Linked DNA regions of Rattus norvegicus: region 2 is linked to region 1. A link is a contact called in public Hi-C data. All regions are on one chromosome and are shown on one strand. Each heading gives the region's core, a stretch centred on a gene start, on an enhancer-like site or on the middle of the called end of the contact. The rest is flanking DNA. Distances are from core to core; before and after follow the strand shown.

The links. Hi-C and Micro-C count contacts between places; a contact is called where the count stands out from the background.
Region 2: a Hi-C map of hepatocytes shows a contact between it and region 1, with 2.8 times the contacts expected there. The contact joins two enhancer-like sites. A contact is called at or near these places in 4 of 12 Hi-C or Micro-C datasets (hepatocytes, kidney and liver).

What each region holds. Positions count from the first base shown.
Region 1 is chr5:72,804,405-72,809,224 of GRCr8, reverse strand. No RefSeq gene overlaps it. Among named protein-coding and RNA genes, the nearest start is that of Slc44a1, 52 kb to the left of the region's middle. Within about 2 kb of position 1,459, at least 11 of the 93 cell types and tissues checked have an H3K27ac peak or open chromatin away from gene starts, as enhancers often do. A contact at or near this core is called in hepatocytes, where this site is marked.
Region 2 is chr5:72,877,290-72,882,164 of GRCr8, reverse strand. The region is part of intron 1 of Slc44a1 (solute carrier family 44 member 1); the gene reads right to left. Among named protein-coding and RNA genes, the nearest start is that of Slc44a1, 21 kb to the right of the region's middle. Within about 2 kb of position 1,939, at least 26 of the 93 cell types and tissues checked have an H3K27ac peak or open chromatin away from gene starts, as enhancers often do. A contact at or near this core is called in hepatocytes, where this site is marked.

The DNA.
Region 1 (4,820 bases), core at 210-2,709:
AGCTGGCAGCACAGAAGCAAGCAGGCAATGAAATGTCTCAGAGTTACCCAAAAGTAATAAGCCTTTTCCCACAAAGTTTCTAGTAGGTTGATTTTTTTTCTCTGTAATATCTTCTTCACTCTCTGCCAGATTTAGCATCCACTTCCTGTGGGAGGTTAGCAGCCATAGCCTGTGAGTGGAACTATTAGCAAGAACAGTGGAAAGAGGACCTTTTCCTTCTTTTCTCAGAGGAGCCCATTTACAAGCTGCTCTCCTTGTGACTGCTTGGCACCCTGGGTCCCAACCAGGCAGGAGAGACCTGTGGACTCTTCTAACATCCCGGAGCCAAGCATACAATAAACACAGTCCTTCCCCAACATGGAGCTTCAGAACCACATAGTCTTAAATATAAGGCAAGAGAGGAGTATGGCTTCCAGATTGGCTAACCGAGTTGCTAAAAAATGTCTCCCACGATGAGAGAGCACAGACCTACCTTCAGCTGCCTCTACTCTTTAAAATAAAATATAGCGTGCTAGAGACTATGATGAGGCAGATGGGCTGCATGTTTCTCAGGCTGTATGCTGGAATGGGTCCACTAAGTCCCATTTCACTTAGGTGAATTGCTTTGGTTGAAGGCAGAGGGAGGGCGCCTGCTTCTGAAGCGCCGAAGTTCCGTGGTGTTTGTTTTCTACAAGAGCACCTTAGGCAGGACAATGAAGAGTAGCCTGGAGGGGTCCAGAACAGAGTAGAGAAATTTGAGTGTCACAAGTTTTTGTTTGTTTCGCTTTGTTTAATCATTACCAGAAAATATTACTGTACTGATGAATTCAACAGTTTTACTGTGTGTAAACACTGTTTTTAAAATTTTTTCACAACCTATTTTTTAAAGGTTTATTTATTTATTTATCTATTTATCTATCTATCTATCTATTTATTTATTTATATGTTTATGTGAGTGAGTACACTGTCACTGTCTTCAGACACACCAGAAGAGGGCATCGGATCCCATTACAGAGCCACCATATGGTTGCTGGGAATTGAACTCAGGACCTCTGGAAAAGCTGTCAATTTTAACCTCTGAGCTATCTCTCCAGCCCCACTATTTTGTCACAGAAAATTAAATTGTCTCCTCTTCTCTCCCTCTCTCCTTCCTTCCCTTCCCTTCTTTCCTTCCCCTACCTCCTTTCCCTCCCCTTCCCTCTTCTCTCCTCCTCTCCCCTCCCCCCTTTTCTTCCTGTAGTGGGGGTTGAACTCAGAGCGTCCTCACAAGCAAATAAAGTTTTCCTCTCAGCTCACATTTCTGGAACTCTCAGGGGAGTTCGTAAACACAGCAAAATACCAATTTAGCTGATCTCCTACACTCTTCAATAGCACTCTGACCCTGTCCTTTTGTTTTTCTTGACTGAAGTAGCTGGCACTGTTGAGTTGGCTAGCCCTGTCTCTGTACCCTGTGGAATGGCAGTGCCCTGGGTCACTCCTTCTAGGCAGCCACACCCATGCATGTTCACTGAATGCAATTGTGCAAGCCCTGAACTTCTGACCTACATAGTTATGAGCTATTGGAGGGAGGGGGTGTCTTTTCAAGCCATATAGTGCAACAACAGAAAATAGGCACATTCGCTCTCCTTCCTCCTTCACTTCTCAGAAGCAAACAGAACAACCCATTGGTCAACTATGGCTCTAGTGATCCGTGTCCCAGAAAGGAGCACCCATACTGCCCTCTGCTGTTTGCCTTTGATAAAGCAGGCACTTGTGAGTGAACTACCTTTTCTGAGATCTAGTCAGTAGAAGTTGTGGAAATACTGATGCCAACCTGTATTGCAGTCTCTTCTCTTTGGAATCAAGCAAACATTCAACACAACGGTCCTACATACAAAACTCTTATGAACAGAGAGAAATTAATGCACACAGTAAGACATATGAATGACAAGAAAAGGAACGGGGACCACCAGGGAGGATCGCCGATCCGAGACCAGCACCTTCCACGCCCACTTTATTCTGCACCGAGGCATGCTGGGAGCTCAGAAGCATTGTACAGAAACCTGCTGCCTGTTAGCTCTAGGGCCTATGCCTGGAAGCTTGGAGGGAACCAATGGATTGCTTCTACTAGAAAGGAGGTCCTGGGGAAGGAAAAGTTTGTTTCAGTCTCCATAGAAAATTATCTTCAACAACCTCCGCCCCGTGTGCGCGCTCGGTGAGGATAGACCTACATGTACCCTACACAAGCCTTACAGGTTTCCATAAGCCAGACAAGCTCAACCACATCTTTACCGCCCTGCCTTCCTTCTTCATAGACCCGGCACCTCAGAGACTAGCAAGGCCTAAAGAGCTGTATTTTGGAGAATTATTGAGACTACGTTTATTTATCCAGCTTCATGCTGGACCAGGACAACATATGCTCATTTGACAGCTTCTAATAGTCATGAAGTCAAGCTGCAGGGGCCAGGCACTCTTGAATGCCATCCTCATTGACCCCCCAATGTCACCACATGACAGAGACAAAGAAACAAGAAATGGTTGGTCTGATTGTAGAATGGGAATTTGAGTCAAATTTACAATTTATAAATGGCTTCCTTCCTTCCCTTCTTCCTTCCTTCCTTCCTTCCTTCCTTTCTTTCTTTCTTCCTTCCTTCCTTCCTTCCTTCCTTCCTTCCTTCCTCCCTCCCTCCCTCCCTCCCTCCCTCCCTCTCTCTCTCTCTCTCTCTCTTTCTTTCTTTCTTTCTTTCTTTCTTTCTTTCTTTCTTTCTTTCTTTGTGCTGCATTAGAGATCAGCTCAGGGCTTAGTCTGTGCTATCAGGAGCTCACTGAACAGCCCCTCTGACCATTCTTCTATTGAGACAAAATCTCACTGTGTAGCCTGTAGGATAGAGGTCAGGCTGGAAATCCCAGAGTGTTGATATTACACAGAGTTCGAAGCTGAGGGTCAAGTGCTGGCTTTGAAAGGCGAGGGTTTTGTTTTCCTTGACCTTCACAGTCTGTTTTACTCAAAGTTCACTGATTTCATTGTTAATCACACCCAGAAACAACCTCACCGAACAGCCAGGATATTATTTGCTCAAATGTTTGGATCCAGCAAGTTGATACATTAAAAATTAAAATTTAATTAAAATTAAAATATCACAGATGATAAAATTGACTGCGAGTCCTTAAAGAATGAGATATTTGGGGCTGGAGAGATGGCTCAGTTAAGAGTGCTGGCTGCTCAAGGCCCTGAGTTCGGTCCCCAGCTCCAAAAAAAAGAACCAAAAAAAAAAAAAAAAAAAAAGAGTGCTGGCTGCTAAACCACTGAACTGAGAATAGGACCCCTGTTGAAGGAATCAGAGAAAGAACTGGGAGAGCTTGAAGGGGCTCGAGACCCCATATGTACAACAATGTCAAGCAACCAGAGCTTCCAGGGACTAAGCCACTACCTAAAGACTATACATGGACTGACCCTCATAGGTAGCAATGAATATCCTAGTAAGAGCACCAGTGGAAGGGGAAGCCCTGGGTCCTGCTAAGACTGAACCCCCAGTGAACTAGACTGTTGGGGGGAGGGCGGTAATGGGAGGAGGATGGGGAGGGGAACACCCGTAGGGAAGGGGAGGGGGGAGGGGGATGTTTGCCGGAAACCGGGAAAGGGAATAACACTCGAAATGTATATAAGAAATACTCAAGTTAATAAAAAAAAAAAAAAAAAAAAAAAAAAAAAGAGTGCTGGCTGCTCTTCTAGAGACTCCGAGTTCAATTCCCAGCAACGGCGTGATGGCTCACGCAACTCTCTGTAACTCCAGTCCCAAAGGATCTGACACCTTCTTTGGCCCCTGTGGGCACCCAACATGTACACGGTGCACAGACAAACATGTAGGCGAAACACCCATTCACATAAAAATACATTAAAAAAAAAAAAGAATAGGACGCTGGTAGGCATTTGAAGAAAGGAACCTCGGCCGTTCGTGGTGGTACACACCTTAATCCCAGCACTCAGGGTAGAGGCAGGCAGATCTCTGTGAGTTAGAGGTCAATCTCATCTACAGAGTGAGTTCAGGACAGCCAGGGCCTGAAGACAGCGGGAAGGGAGGGACCTCAGTGGAAGATCACTGGGTTAAATATATAACCTGTCAAATATAAAACCTGGTTAAAGATTTAAGATTAAGAGTCCCACAGGGCAGCCCTTGGCATCGTCTTCTTGTCAGAAATCATCTACTTCACTGTTATCAGGAACCGTCAAGACACCACGTGATGTCATTGGTTCTGTGTTTGTAGCTCCTAGACGGTACCTCTTCAATTGAGAATTAAATAACTCTCGGGCCTTGCGAACAGTAGTTCAGTACGATACTAAGGGAGAGTTGCAATCTCTTAGTTTAGTTGCCCTGCATAGTTTCTCCTACCGCCTTGCACTCAGCGCCTCTCCTACGCAATTAGAAGAAAGCATTTTGCCAGGCCGGACGGGCCTACTGGCTTCCTCCACACTCCGCTCTGTTCCATTCTTCCGGGCGGCAGATCACCCGGGCCTCTTTACCCAAGTAGCCAGGGACAAAGGAAGATCCTGCAGGAACATCAGAGAAGATGGTAGCCGAAAGCATTCTGGAACCTTGTTTGGTTTTTTCCCCCTGCATTTATGCTCAAAGGATCAATTTGCCTTACAGTGATATTAAAACCGACCTGTTCCCAGTAGCGCCGTTTTCTTTGATGGTGGAGTGGAATGAGGCCTGGTAAAGGACACAGAGAGAGCAAAATCGTCTCTCTGCCACCCACCTCTCAGCCTCAGGTAAGAGTGCTCATTTTATCTGAGTGTTGAGGACCAGTCTGTCCCTTGCAAAGCTTTTCGTTCCCCACCGCATCTGGCACCAGGCCTGGTG
Region 2 (4,875 bases), core at 690-3,189, 72 kb before region 1:
CCACAGTGAAGCGGCTGGGGGTGGGCGAGCCAGGCCAGAGCAGGGCTTGGATTCCCACTGGACATGTGAACAAGCAACTGGAAACTGGGCTTCCCACAGTTAGCCAGCCCCGGGGCCCAGGGGATTCCCAGGGGATTCCCAGAATTTAAAAACCAAAGCTTTCCCAGAAGTTGGTTTCTAAAGGCCACTAATTTTTATAAGAACTGTCACATTTTTATCGTCCTGTGTTTGCCTCTGGGGCACGACCCTTGGGGCTAGGCCTGAATTACCAAGCACTTAGCACAGTGGCTAGTGCTCGGATCTTCATGAACAAATGCAGGAGCTGAAAGCAAAAACCGCCCAACACCAAGTTGATATCCATGACACTGAGGATGAACCACGAGCTTAGTGCTATCCGAAAGTATCTGATGTGAACTCGGCTTCACAGTGTGCTTATAATCCCAAACACAGCGACAGAGATAAAGCCAGAGGGTGATGCCCCATGAGGTCAAGCCGATGTTACGGCAAGTCACGGTATGCTTGGCTGATAACCCACCCTATAGCTGCAGATGACGGTTATTCATCCAAATGGCATTTTGCTACTACTTCATAAGCAGTGTTCTATGACTAGGCCTAGATGGGACTAGGCTAGACTTTGCATGCGAGCGGGAGCAGCTGAACTTTGTGCTTTAGTAGAAAGCAGGTTTATTAGATTACTTTCTAAAGTGATTATTTAGTCGTTTCGAAATCATAATGTCACAAATCTGTTTTGGTTGTTATTAGGAAATCAAACATCTGCACGGTGACTTGCCCTTGCAAGTCTAGCTTTCGGGAAGTCAGGGCCAAGAGGATCCTGAATGAGGTCAGCTTGGACTACTCTGCAAATTCCAGGTCAGTCGTGTGAACGGCAGAATGCCAATGTTAATTTCTTAGTTTTAGTAAACACTCCAACAATGTTTGTAAGAAGCTGGATGGTAGATACACACAGGAACACTGCGTATGCTAACTTTTTCTCAGTATATATTCAATTATTTGGAAGTAAAAGTTAAAATAGGGTTCTAACCCTATAGCCAAAATAAAAACTTGAAGGTGAAGCATTAAAGAAAAAGCCAGTGTCACAAAAGTCAATGTCATTAAAATTCTTTAATCCAGACACAGGAAACAGAGTTTCTCAATATGTGAACTGCCAAAAAACAGATATATCTGAAGAACAAAACCTTCCACTTCTCTAGCTCAGCAAAATATAAACCCATCGGAGCATAAATGCAGGAAAGTTACCTCAAAATTACAACAACAATTACAAACGCATAGACCTTCAGTTAGAATAAGCCATGTCTTAAACTGAATAATGGGTGTGGAGGGCTTGTAAATTTGGAAGACATTGGGTTTTATTAAAACATTTGAAATGAATTTATTACTATTACTGGCGATGGGCACACCCAAGTCTTGGTGTGCCGGTCAGAAGACAATGTTCATGAGTCTGTGGGATCCTGGGATCAAAGTCCTGAGCCAGCTTTGTGAAGCAGGTGTTTCTACCCACAGAGCCATTTCACCACATGGCTTTGCATTGCTGTCTTGAGACAGGGTCTCACTCTAACTCACGGTGGCTTGGAACTCATTATGTAGCCAAAGCTGATCTCGAATTCAGGGTAATCCTCCTGCCTCAGCCTCCCAAGTGCTAGAAGCTCCCATACTAGGCTCTAAAAGGAAGTTAACGTGTATAGTAGTTATCTCTATTTGCTAACTATTTTGTTTTTTCAAACTTAATAAAGAGTGTATAAAGATTTTACAATCTGATTAAACAAATTAATTTGGGTATTGATGTGTCTGGAGCTGAGAGAATGGGAGGCTACCTGTGCTCATGCAAGCTTTCACAGTCCTGTTCTGTCTCCACCCCCACCTCCTGCAGTACCTACATGGACTCTGAAGAGGTCTCACTCATCCACTGTGTCGTCGGCCAGAGCCCTGACTCCTCTGTTTATCTCTGCTCTAGTTTACCTTCTGTTGTGTAATTTCCCCGAGATCAGCCTACAACACAGCACATCTGCTGGAATAAAATTAATCCTAGCCGAGCAAACTAAAATGACTCCCCCACTGTTTAAAGAAGAGAAAGCTGAATCCTGCAAGAGAAAGTACGTACTTGACCACGAGCTCTCATCTGCTTTTCAAGGCAGAGCCCACTATTCAACACGGTAAATTCCAAAAGACTAAAGCTTCCACAAGTTCAATAGCTACTCTCAAGCTCCCTTGGGCTCCTTCATTAGCAAAATTATGTTGACTCCTACTTCCTGGGTGTTTAATGACCTGGGTACAGTGCTAGAGGACTCGCATGCAGTTGGCTTGTTACTTTTTAAGTCTTCTAATGAACCATGAGGGTTATGCACCATCAAATAAGGAAATATCACAAACACTGGCTAATTCCCAGGGTTTCTTGACTAGTGAGTAATGTGAGCTCCAATCTCTAAAGTCAAAACCCTCAGTATAATCTTCCTTCTGATGTCAATCCTTCTGTCAAGTCTCAGAAAGATGGTGACTTCCAGTACCATCCTAACTCCTCCCAGTGGAGACAATCATCTCTTCCACAGACCCACGGGACTCGGTCGTTTCCTTCTTTTGCTTCCATTTCATTCTCCCTCACACATAAATGACAAACATTGCTACTATTATGTTCAAGCACTTGAAGTTATTGGCACATGCAACCTGGACCTACGAGGATGCCTTCTGGACTGATGGGCCATGAATGAATATCTCTCAGGAAAGACCTCATGTTCAGAGAAAAATGGACCAATTAATTTTCCTGGTTGTTAGGGGAAAAAAATGTGAAGTGGACACACAGCGAATTTCTGCATATGCCACGGCACGGCACAAAGAGCATCGTTTAAAGCTTGGCAAGCCTGTTAGTCAGTCCTAGCCCTACTACAAAGAGGCTACCACAGGACCTGAGGGCATTTAGCCTGTGTGTGTCTTGATTTCCTTACCTGGGTCACAGAACACAGAAAATACACGGCATTGCACACAGCAAAGGATATCTGGTGAGCCTGGAAGTGTCCGGAGGACAGCATTTGGGGAACACTAAGTGCATCAAAACATGCCATACAGAACACAGCTGTGTAGTACTGAACTCGGGGCACGAGAGCTGGTTCTATGATCGCTGTGGACTACAGATAAATGCTTCCTGAAAGGAAAGCATATGAGCTGACTCATCAGAAGACTGGATAGAATGAAGAAACCTTCTAAATAAGGACATCATAATTAAAAGCAGAGAGGCTGGAGAGCAGATGCTTTTCTGAAAAGGCCGCCATGCTCTGAGAACGGTCCTTTCTCAGTTAAAAAAAAAAAAAAAATCAGAAGAGTAAAATGATGCCAAAATCCTGAGGGAATTTTAAATACAATGCTGAAAGAAGAGAACGAGGGACTGCTAAACGAGACAGAAGTTACTCCAAGGAAGCGCACACCGCTTAGAAGGGAAGTCAGCATCTCTAACGAGGGATGAAGGGTTTGCTGAAGCAGATCTTCCCGAGGCGCTGCCTTGACACTCTTTAACCCACTGCTGGTGTTCTTACTCCAGCATGGCTTTCGGCATGATGCCACAGAGCTAGATACAGACAGAACTTTGGGAATTAGCCATCGTCAGGTGGCTATGTAGACACGAATACAAAGCGGGACACCACAGGACTGAGGGTTTCACATGACTTAAAAAATACTGTCTGGTCCTTAGGGAGCTTTCAAAACCAGAAAAATGGTTTGGTTTTCTTATTTCTCAGAACAACAAAAATAGTCACATGCTCCTGAAGAAAACAAAACAAAAGACAAAACACAATCAGTAATTGTGGAGTGGTGAGCAGACTATCAGAACACTTACGATGGTGTGACCACCAAGCTCTGGGACTGCAGGAAAAGAGCCAGGCATTAACTAACTATGGACTCCAAGCTTACAGATCCCTGCTGCAATGAATGGATCACTCAGACACAATTCTACACAAATCATCTACCAGGAAATGGAGTATGAGCCCAGCAATGTAGTTGACATAGATGTTCTTTGTCCAAATCAGCAGGTACCTATCCAATCAGAACTGGGAAACCAAGAAAGGAAAAGCACAGCTCACATTAGTAAGAGCAAAACAAAGCCCACTCATCTCCACAGACTGCATCGACTGCATTCAAAAGTAAGCAGCGATGTCCAACCTCCACTACTCCATCCACTACGAATTTTAGTATTTTAGTATCTCTTACTCTAGTCAAAATGAACGTATACCCTATGCATAATTGGTCAACAGTAATAGTTTATGACAAACAGGAAGTCCCCAATGTCACTGTTGACTGTGGGTACATAGGTCAGTGAGGGTATATGCTGAGCATGTCTGAAGCCCTGGGCTCAGAATCCAAAACCTCAAAGGAAATATTAAAAAAAAAAAAAGGCCCATTGACGATGTCACTGTTGGAAATATAAGAAAACTAAACCATCTTGAGTCATTCTGATGTACTAAGGAGGAGGAACGACTGACGTTTGTAACTACTGACAGGTGTGGACTACAAGAAATCCCTGAGCTCTGCATTTGCTTTCCTCTCAACAGATGGGGACGACCCATTTGACATTTTCCCCCAATTACCCAGTGAGCCATTCATCAATCTTAAGTGGGACTCATGGCACTCAAAAAATAATGAAATAACAGAATTGGCACTACAATTCCAGCTCATGTGTTACTAGGTCATCTAGGCTCTTTAACCTCTAAAAGTGAAATAATACATAAAACCCTGAGAGAAAAACCGAACTGAAGATCAGTGGTGCAGTCCTTGTTTTGCATGTGTAAGGCTAGGTTTGAGTGCTCCAAATCATATCCATATCCATATATATATACATACAATTTTACTCAAATATTAGTAACATGTAAGAAT